Linked DNA regions of Mus musculus: regions 1 and 2 are each linked to region 3. The links are chromatin contacts, called in public HiChIP or PLAC-seq and Micro-C maps. All regions are on one chromosome and are shown on one strand. Each heading gives the region's core, a stretch centred on a gene start, on an enhancer-like site or on the middle of the called end of the contact. The rest is flanking DNA. Distances are from core to core; before and after follow the strand shown. Region 1 overlaps Hsdl2 (hydroxysteroid dehydrogenase like 2). Region 2 overlaps Gm12596 (predicted gene 12596). Region 3 holds the start of Susd1 (sushi domain containing 1).

Region 1 (3,177 bases), core at 589-3,088, 160 kb after region 3:
CCACACCAGTCACTGATTAAGAAAGTGCACTGCAGGCTTGCCTAGCACCTGATCTTGTGGAGGCAAATTCTTAACTCGGGTTCCCTCCTCTCAGATGACTTGAGCTTGCATTAAGTTGACAGAAAACAAGCCAGCACAATACCTAAGTGTTGTGCTGGGAGTGTTCAATATGATGTATAAGGCAGAGCTTGTTTTTCTGAAAAGTGGGATGGGATCTGTAATGTTGATGGCCCTCCTCGCTCGCAGAGCGCTGCTGGCAGGGGCTTGTCCAGGAGACCCCGGGAAAGCTGGTGCCTGAGATCTCACGGAGAGGAGCTCCTTCCTCCTTCTCTGTGGACAAAGTTTGGTTTTATTGCCGGAATCGACTCTGTTTTTCCTGTTGATTGGTTGAGGTAAATAATGAAAATCAGCTATAATATCGTTTGCTTGTCCTCAAATTACTTTGGGAGAGAAAGACAACTTAACTCTGTGGTGATATTGATTGTATTTGATGTGTAAAGTTAAAAGTACGCTGAAAAAATTTTGTTTATATATAAATGTTCAAAAAAAAAAAAAAAAACGTATGCTGAAGAGGTCAGACAGGGAGGTGCTCGCCTTTAATCCCAGTACTTAGAAGGCAGAGGTAGGCTGATCTCTGAGTTCAGAGCAGCCTGGTCTACAGAGTTAGTTGCAAAACAGCCATGTTGTTTTTGAGACAGAAAAAAACCTGTCTCAAAAAACCAAAAGGAAGGAAAAGTGTTGAAATTGATAAGAGTTTTATATTTTGAAATAATAATAATAATAATAGGGGCTGGAGAGATGGCTCAAAGGTTAAGAGCACTAGCTGCTCTTCCAGAGGTTCTGAGTTCAAGTCCCAGCAACCACATGGTGGCTCACAACCATCTGTAATGGGATCCAATGCTCTCTTCTAGTGTGTCTGAAGACAAGGACAGTGTTCTCACATATGTAATATATATATATATATATATATATATATATATATATATATATTTATTTAAAAAATTAGATTCAGGCAGTGGTGACACACACCTTTAAATCCCAATATTCAAGAGGCAGAGGCAGGTGGATATCTGTGAGTTCGAGGTCAGCCTGGCCTACAGAGTGAGTTCCATAAAAACCAGGGAAACACAAAGAAACCCTGTCTCTAAAAACCAAAATTAATAAATAAAAATAAGCTATAAATAAATAAGTATGAAAAATAGCTGTCATGGGGGCAGATATGTATAATCTTAATACCCAGGAGACAGGTACAGTAAGAATGTTCCACATTCAAGGCTACCTGAACTACATGGTAAAGTCTAGGCCAATTTGACCTATGTAGTAAGACTATTGTCTCAAAAAGCAAAACAAAAAACCTCCAGTAATCAACATCAAACCTCTAAATTATATATTGCTTTCAAAGATACGTCGCACTTTGTAGTGGTAAAATAACTAGCACATGCAGTGGTACCCATAGCAACTTTCTACTTCATGTCCAGCATATGCACTATCTGAAGCATCTCATTTAAATCCTTGGATCAGTCCTAGAGGGCACTGGGTATTACCCATTTCATAGTAACAATTCTGAGAACTAGAAGGCTGTGACATACAAAGGGGCAGAAGCAGGACTTGAACCTATGACTGCCTCACTAGTATATTAACTGCTTCTGGAAATTGAGTGTGTGTTGGAGTGGGAGAATTTGGGACAGTAATGATTGAAGATATCCTCAGTTGAACTGAAAGCTAATATAGAAGAGGATTGTTGTTTTTTCCATCAAGCAGACATGAAGCATGATTTCAAAGCATGATTTCAGTTCCTTTTATTATCTTCGTTCTGAAAACAAAAGTACTCCACACATAAGTTATGCCAGCACATCACTGAGCAAGTTTAGTTACTCTGTAGAAGTCCTTTAAAGCAGAAGCTATTGAGTTGACTTGCGTTTCTTTCATTTTCAGATCCAAAGCATGTATTCCTTTTTTAAAAAAGAGCAAAGTAGGTCATATTCTCAATCTCAGCCCACCCCTGAACCTAAACCCACTGTGGTTCAAACAGCACTGTGGTAAGTGTTAGCCAAGGGGATATTTTGTCTGGCCTCAGTGAGAGAGGATGTGCCTAGCCCTGCAGAGACTTAATGTATGGGGATGGGGGTGGGGAATACTTAGGGGACACCCATGCTCTCACGGGAGAAGGGGATGGGGGAAGGATTGTGGGAGGGGTGACTTGGAGGGGGGCAGTGGGCAGGATGTAATGTGAATTAAAAAAAATCATCAGGGCAAAAACAAAAACAGAAAATTGGTTGTTTCTACCCAAAAATTAGTTTCTCAACTAAATCTTTGTGGTTTCTTTTAGCTTATACCATTGCCAAATATGGCATGTCTATGTGTGTGCTTGGGATGGCTGAAGAATTTAGAGGTGAAATTGCAGTCAATGCCTTATGGCCTAGAACAGGTTTGTACTTAATCATTTAATTAGATTTGTACCCCTCCTCTGTGCCATGCTCAAGCCCAGCGCCGTGGTCATATTAGGTGAGCTCTACCCGTGAGCTGGATCCCCAGCCCTATCACTGACTCTTGTGCAGTGTCTCAGGTCACCTGAATCTTTAGGGAAACAAGGCCAACTGTTTACTGTGCAGTGTAGCAGCCTTGCTGTCCATCTCCCCACTTTTACTTTTACTTTAGTGGCTGACTCTTTGGCAGCAGCCATGATGAGAGCATCACACTGGAATATACGGAGAGTCTCCTGAGAGCCAACAGAAGTGTTTTCAGCAAGTCCTGATAGATTTTTAGAGCAAAAGGCTTATTAAAGAAGTGGTAGTTGTAGGTGGGTATGTGAACATGCCTGTAGTCCCAGCTACACTGGAGGCTGAGGCAGAAGGATCACTTGAGCACAGGGGTTCAAGTTAGTACGCCAGAAGGTAGCAGTGCTTGTAAAAACAAAGCAAAATCAGGGAAATAGCATGTCTCTAACACTGGAGAGAGATGCTTTTAACAAGTATTTGTTTGTTTATTACTTTTTAAGACAGAATCTCTTTACTATATAGCTCTGGCTTTTGTAGAACACACCTTGTAGATCAGGCTGGCTTCAAAGTCGCAGAGATCCACCTGCCTCTGTCTCTGAGTGCTAGGATTAAAAGGGTGCACCACCACACCCAGCCGGGTTTTAACTTCTAACAGGGTAGAAAGGTTTCACCTTTTTGA
Region 2 (2,996 bases), core at 181-2,680, 170 kb before region 3:
GCCGAGGGGAAGAGTCCTTCATCCCATACTGAGCAGGTAAGATGAGAGGACTAGGACTTCTGAACAAGGCACCACTGCTCCAAGGATCCATATTTGTCCTCTCAAAGCTGTGTATCCAATGCTGTGATTAATAATCTTTATGTAAAGGACAGCAGAGACCTGAAGTAATGCTTACTCTTAGACGGAGACTTTTGAAACTCTCAGAGTTACTGGCTCCCAAATTGGGATTCACAGGTGTAACGCACTGTGCTACGTGGACTGTTTCTGAGTCAAGCTCTCTCCTAATCTAAGGTGACATCAGTGGGAACTGCTGCACTGCTTTATGTACCACGGAGACAGGAAAGCGTGCTGACCACTAAGCCTTATTTTTATAGTAAGATGCGTCAAGTTTAGAGAGGTTAAAATGAGGATCATGAAAAACAGTTGCATCCATGTTGTTAGGGCAAAATAACTATCTTTATAAAGAGCTTAAGTCAAGAATCTATACACAGTGATATCTCTCTCAATCAGTGTTAGATAGGAAGGTGAGTTATTCAGTGATCTTGTGTTTCATCTTAGCAGAAGGCTATATCCCAGGGTTTCACTGACTCATGGCAGAGTGACGTCTAGATCAACTCAATGATCTGGTTTCGAGGAGCTGAGTAGGTCAGAATAGAGTGAGATGTGAGTGCTCCACTTGCGTCCGAGGGAAGCCCTACAGGTCTGTTAGGGCAGGACAAGAGATCTGGAGCCCCTGAATTCTGCAAACAAAGCCTAGTAGGTAAAGTCTGGGTGAGAAACTCACTGATACTTTAACAACGAAGGTGTGAACGGGCAGAGTGACCAGTGGGGACGCGGTACTCACTGTCTAAGACAGAGTGTTTGTGTCCTTAAAGGTGTTGGCATGATGGAGAGGTTGCTCCACCCACCAGAAAAGGGAGAAAAAAAGGTTGCCATGGCAACTCCTTCCCTGTGAAGTTTTTTGAAGAGTGACATGCCCTTGTTCCTTTCTCAAAGCTATTCTTCTCTACTCTCCTTTCTCATTGCTCTTGATGCTACACTTTCCAATATTATAGTTAGGACCTGATCCGGAATGAGTGGCTAGGACTCCTAGTCTTTCACAAGGAGTGGAAGCCAGAGAAAGGACACAGCAGGAGACAGTAAGGTAGGCAACTCTCCTAAATGAAGAAGATGGCAGAAGCATTCCTTGGTGGGTTGGGGTTACATGATGCAGAAGGCATTCACCTACCTCAGAAAGTAGGACCCACCCACCCCTGACCTCTCCATGATGGCAGAACCTGTTTTAGATAGGCATAGAGGGAAAAGAGGATGTGGCTTGACTCTACACAAGCTGTGTTGAAGAGGGCAGTCACGGTGATAAGGGTGGTCTCAAAGGCTGTGGCTTCTGCGTCTTTTCAGTATCTGACTAGGGGGTTTCACGGTTCGGAAGGCTCAGGGAGGAGACCACGTATTTGTTAGTTTCCTGTTGGCTGGTCACTGTGGTTTGCCTGGATACATCATGTGTGAAGCATGCTCAACACTGACACACACACTCTCTCTCTCTCTCCCCACCCCCCACCTCCTTCCCCCTCTCTCTTGTAACAGAAAGGTACAATAAAGCCATTTAAAAAAAGGCTGGTTTGGGAGAAATCAAGAGTTTCATACTGCGCCTTTAGTGTCTATAGTAGTTGAATCTTTTTAAAAATGAGAGCAAAGACATAACTCACAATAGCAAGCAAACCATTTCAAAACAGAACTGCTGGATTCAAACCCAGTCTCAGGAAATGTCAGAATGCTTGCTTTCTCTAACAGTAGCTGACATCACATTTTGTCTGTAGAAGTCAAGACTCTCAAGCCGCAGGTCACTTCTGCCATGTGAAGGCCGGAAAATGACAACTTCCTATCTCTTGAGGCTTCTGACTAACCATGCGATTTTTAGATCCTCTTTGCAAGATACTCCATGAATGTCAAAGGCAGCCCCTTGCTTCGGCCGAGGCTAAGCACCATTCCTTTGCTTTTTGACTAGTTGGCATTATTGTGCATGCAAATATACAAAAACCTCACTGAAGTGGAAATTTCTGGGTTTTTTGGAAAGTCAGTTACATCAAATGATGTTTTGCTGAAACAGACACAGGTGAAAGGATGTCCTGCTGAAGCAGACACATGAAAGAATGTTTTGCTGAAGCAGACACAGGTGAAAGGATGTTTTGCTGAAGCAGACACAGGTGAAAGGATGTTTTGCTGAAGCAGACACAGGTGAAAGGATGTTTTGCTGAAGCAGACACAGGAAAGGATGAGTGATGTTTAGAAGAAATATAAATATGACCCCACAGACAGTGGGAGCTTGAGCATTGGTTCGCTTTACAGATGACACGCATATATTGGTTCACCTTACACTGCGTTGCTTAGCTTCACTTGTGGTGACTTCATAGAGAGAAATTCACCAGCTTCTTGCTGCTTCAGAGGACTCGGGCTGATTGGCAGACCTTGGGGTTGCTTCTGGATTGAACCGCCCTTGCTGAATTGTGAGGTGTCTGCTGAGTGGACCAGACTGCAGCTGCTGATTCGTGTTTGGTGTTTGCTAGGGGACTGGACTGAGAACAATGAAGATTGGAATTGCTCCAAAGAACTATTTCTAAGCAGGACTGCTTCCCCCTTATCCTAATAGCCTTTCTTTTCCACTACCTCTGGTGGATGGTGTGCTAGAGGGAAGGTCGAACCCTTATTAAAGTAGGTTGAGAAAAATATATGCCTACCCATCACCCTGATTTGGTTGGTTTCTTTGAGCTTTAACCAAAGGCACTCACCATGCACTGAGCATGCCTGCCCTCCTTTAGTGCTGGGGACAGTCTTCTACTTCATGGGCTTCCCTTTGCAAGATTTTCCTTTACCTTAAACACAAGTATTCTGGCCTACAATGTACTATGTAGCTTAGTTTCACCTCGGGCTTACAGCAGTCCTTCTGCCTCAGCCTCCCAAGTACTGGGATTTTAAGTGTGAGTCACTATACTAAACAA
Region 3 (3,288 bases), core at 745-3,244:
CTACACAGAGAAACCTTGTCTCAGGAAAAAACCCAAACAACAACAAAGTAGCAGGATAAGAGAATTTGGGAGGGCAGGAATCTGCTCCACTAAGCCCACTCATCTCGTTTCTTTTCCACTTCTAGAGCCTGTTTGGTTTTGCAAATGTTTGTTTTTGAGACAACCCACTCTATGGTCCAGACTAATCCCAAACTCATGGTGCCTCCCTCCTCCGTGTCCCAAATTCTAGGATTAAGCATGAACCACCACCACTCTGGAGCTCAGTGCTTGGCTTTATTAAGGAGATGCCAGAGAGAGACTGGGTGTCCTTGTATGTATGTACTGTTTGCCATCACTCCCTCAGTGTCCTACAATGGCTCCTGGTGGCTTCTCACCAGGAAGGAACAGTTAAACCCAAACACCATGCTCTCTCTGCCAGTCAAGATGAGACTGACTCCCTCTTGCCAAATCCAGTCTGTTTTCTCATCTCTAGCCCCTTCTGTATTCTGCGTCCTGCTTTCCCACGCTATCCCCAGTCTGAAATCCATCCATTACTCTGTTGGGCTTTTCGTTTTGTTTGTTTGATCACAGTGTTTCACACTGTAGATTAAACTACTCTGGAACTCACTATGTAGCTCAGACTGGCCTGGAACTCACGGCAGGCAATCTTTCTACCTATCTCACACATTGGATTCCTTTTTACACACATTTCTAAAGACCTCTTACTATGGAATGGGGCACCCCTCCCCTTTTCCGAAATCCAAGGAACCGCTCAGCTTGTCTCATGCATAATGGCTGCCCAGTAAAACACAGTTGTCCTCTCCTCTGACCAGTACACCTTCTCAGAGCACTTGACACGTTCTGCTATTATGTGGGCAGACTTCGCCTCATTTTCCTGTTTGAATCCTCCGTGTCAGGTAAATCCCACCACGCTCACTGGTCCCAATTTGTCTAAAACACAGACTATTTGCCTGCCTCTCTCCTTGGGACTATGAACCACTAGAACGCCAACATTGCACGGTTACATCTGACCCAGGGAAGATATTAAAGGACTTTCTACGGATGGATGGATGGATGGATGGATGGATGGATGGATGGATGGATGGATGGATACACAAATGCATGGATAAACAGACTAAATAAACGAATGGATGAATGAACTAAAGGATAAACTCTTCCTATAAACTTCCTTATTCTTCTTTACATTCTTAACATTTAGTTCTTCGTGGAAGTGAAAAATAAGGAAAGGGACAGGTGGTGGTGGGAGAGCCACTACAGGTCAGGAATTTGTCCTGCAAAAGCCAGGGAGACTGGAAGCTGTAGAACCAGCGGCTCGCCCTCCCACATCCTCCACGCGGCGCACCGGTCCCCCAAACCCCCACCCGAGTCCAGTCCCCACCCCACCCCCACCCACTCCGGGAGACGCGAGTTGGAGCAGGGCCGCCTCCACTACACACCCCACAGTCCCCGGGGCGGGCAGTCTGGCGTGCTTCTCGCCGCTCCGCCTCCATGATCCTTCCACGCCCCGACTCTGCGCCTCCAGATCCGGAGCGCGAAGCGTCCTGCGCGCCGAGTACCCTGCACTCACCTTCCGTGCCAGGCTCTCCGCTGACGCCGCGGGCTAGGCTGAGCAGCAGCACGAGCCGCAGCAGCCGCTGCAACCCGCATCCTGGAGAGCGGCGCGTGCCCCGGGGACCCCGGCCCATGCCGCTGGCTCCCTCCCGGCGCCCGCCACTCCCCGGAGGCCCCTGTGCAAGGAGATAAGGCCAGAGGCGCGAGGAAGGGGCGGCGCAGAGGCTTCCGGCGCCGGGTTGCGCCGGTCCCGGCGGGGAGCAGGGTCCCAGGTCCCCGGATCTAGGTGCGCCTGGTGCACCGGCTGCGCGCGAGCTGAGCCACGGGGAGAAAGCGGACTGTGCTAGGGGGGAAACATCGCAGTGCAAGTGTGACTTGTGGAGACCAGAGAAGTGCAGTAGCCACAGGAAAGGGTCTCTGACTGGACGGGTCAGAGAGTTGGGAGGTGGTGGCCGCCCGCGCGGAGGGAAAGAAAGGAGAGGAAACTAGTCATGGGCCAGTTCACCCGGGGTGCACATGCTGGAACAGGTGACAAAACAAAAGTTCCAGCTACTTGCTGGACGACGCCCTCCTTGGCACGTTAGGAATCGAACGGGGAGAGACACGTGGTGAGAAAGACATGGAAGACAGGACAACCGTGTATTCTAGAAACCGAGGGACCGTTTTAAGGTGGGGACAAAAGGTTAGAGAAATATATGGCAGAGTTAAAGAACTCTGCTCTGAGAGTAGGGTCAGCATCAGGGCGTGAGGGGATCCGGGAAGGGGCAGGTGATCCTCTGAATTTTGGAGAGAATCAGAAATGGAGTGTTCAGGGACAGAGTCCACCACGTCTTAAGATTAGTGCAATATTAGAGAAAGGACAATATTAGATCAAGGAGAAACTGTGAATGTCGCTTAGATCTATGCTTTGGGTGGACTGTGGTGGGAGACTGGGGAGCAGAGGGTTAACGTGAGTTAGGAATTGGGGTTGAGGGAGGCTGAGGAAGGAAGATCAGTTTTGTCTGTGGGGCCCGCCCAAGTGCAGGGGGCACTCCCCACTTCAGCAGGTACCCTCATTTGCTTTCTCACCGGTGAACTAGCCCTACCTCTAAGGCAGGCAAATACACCCATATAAGGGCTGAACTTGGGCTGCCTTAGGAAGAAACCGTTAAAATAAACTTCCTAGTCTCTTGTAACAAGTTTTCTTGAAGATTATTTCTGTCCAACAAAGAAAGAAGCCTGCTTTGGGAAGTAGTAGAGCACCATGAAAGTGTGAACATGTCTCTAGGTGTTTGGGCAAAACCAGTCTCCAGGAACCCTCACAGGTCATTGCACAAATCCACTGTTCAAGACATTTTTAAAACAACCTTTATCTCTACTTCTCATGCCCTTCTGCAAAATAAATATGTATATATACTTTAAAAAAAAACATGATGCATGAAAAAACAACTATCCAAGACTTGGACATGGGAAGGAAAATTACTGGGTGTCTCTTTCAGCATGCATGGGAGTAAATGCTATCTAACCCACTTTCCGTGGATTATTCAATTCAAAAGTGTACTTTTATGAATGTCCTACTGACTAGGTTTGTTTGTGGCTTTATAAGAGTATACGTTAACTTAAATAACCCCGATGACAATATTATCAATCAGAGCTGTCTGTCTGTCTGTCTGTCTGGGGTCCTTTACCTGAATAGAAAGAAATCCTGAGACCACAATGGCAGTGCATGCCTTTAAGCCCAGCAGTCAGGAGGCAGAA

The links. Hi-C and Micro-C count contacts between places; a contact is called where the count stands out from the background. HiChIP or PLAC-seq counts read pairs in DNA pulled down with a chosen protein or histone mark.
Region 1: a contact with region 3 is called in an H3K4me3 HiChIP or PLAC-seq map of bone marrow-derived macrophages, with 2.4 times the contacts expected there. The contact joins the enhancer-like site here to the promoter of Susd1 in region 3. A contact is called at or near these places in 4 of 39 promoter capture datasets (embryonic stem cells, liver and pre-B cells), 5 of 484 Hi-C or Micro-C datasets (B cells, embryonic stem cells and granulocyte-monocyte progenitors), 9 of 115 datasets of contacts at active chromatin or transcription factors (the 230-238 cell line, the HPC-7 cell line, the SCID.adh cell line and 4 more) and 2 of 9 other capture datasets (adipose tissue and liver).
Region 2: a contact with region 3 is called in a Micro-C map of the G1E-ER4 cell line. The contact joins the enhancer-like site here to the promoter of Susd1 in region 3. A contact is called at or near these places in 2 of 484 Hi-C or Micro-C datasets (CD4 T cells and the G1E-ER4 cell line), 4 of 115 datasets of contacts at active chromatin or transcription factors (the 230-238 cell line, CD8 T cells, the HPC-7 cell line and 1 more) and 1 of 9 other capture datasets (adipose tissue).

Annotation. Positions count from the first base shown.
Region 1 is chr4:59,594,928-59,598,104 of GRCm38.p6, forward strand. It overlaps Hsdl2 (hydroxysteroid dehydrogenase like 2), which reads left to right. Exons shown (of 11, transcript NM_024255.3): 5 at 1,936-2,039; 6 at 2,330-2,428. Among named protein-coding and RNA genes, the nearest start is that of Hsdl2, 15 kb to the left of the region's middle. Within about 2 kb of position 1,839, at least 18 of the 459 cell types and tissues checked have an H3K27ac peak or open chromatin away from gene starts, as enhancers often do. A contact at or near this core is called in B cells and bone marrow-derived macrophages, where this site is marked.
Region 2 is chr4:59,263,966-59,266,961 of GRCm38.p6, forward strand. The region is part of intron 3 of Gm12596 (predicted gene 12596); the gene reads left to right. Among named protein-coding and RNA genes, the nearest start is that of Gm12596, 5.4 kb to the left of the region's middle. Within about 2 kb of position 1,431, at least 77 of the 459 cell types and tissues checked have an H3K27ac peak or open chromatin away from gene starts, as enhancers often do. A contact at or near this core is called in the 230-238 cell line, CD8 T cells, the G1E-ER4 cell line and 2 more, where this site is marked.
Region 3 is chr4:59,436,639-59,439,926 of GRCm38.p6, forward strand. Susd1 (sushi domain containing 1) reads right to left here and starts at 1,995. Exons shown (of 17, transcript NM_001163288.2): 1 at 1,568-1,995. The coding sequence starts at 1,685.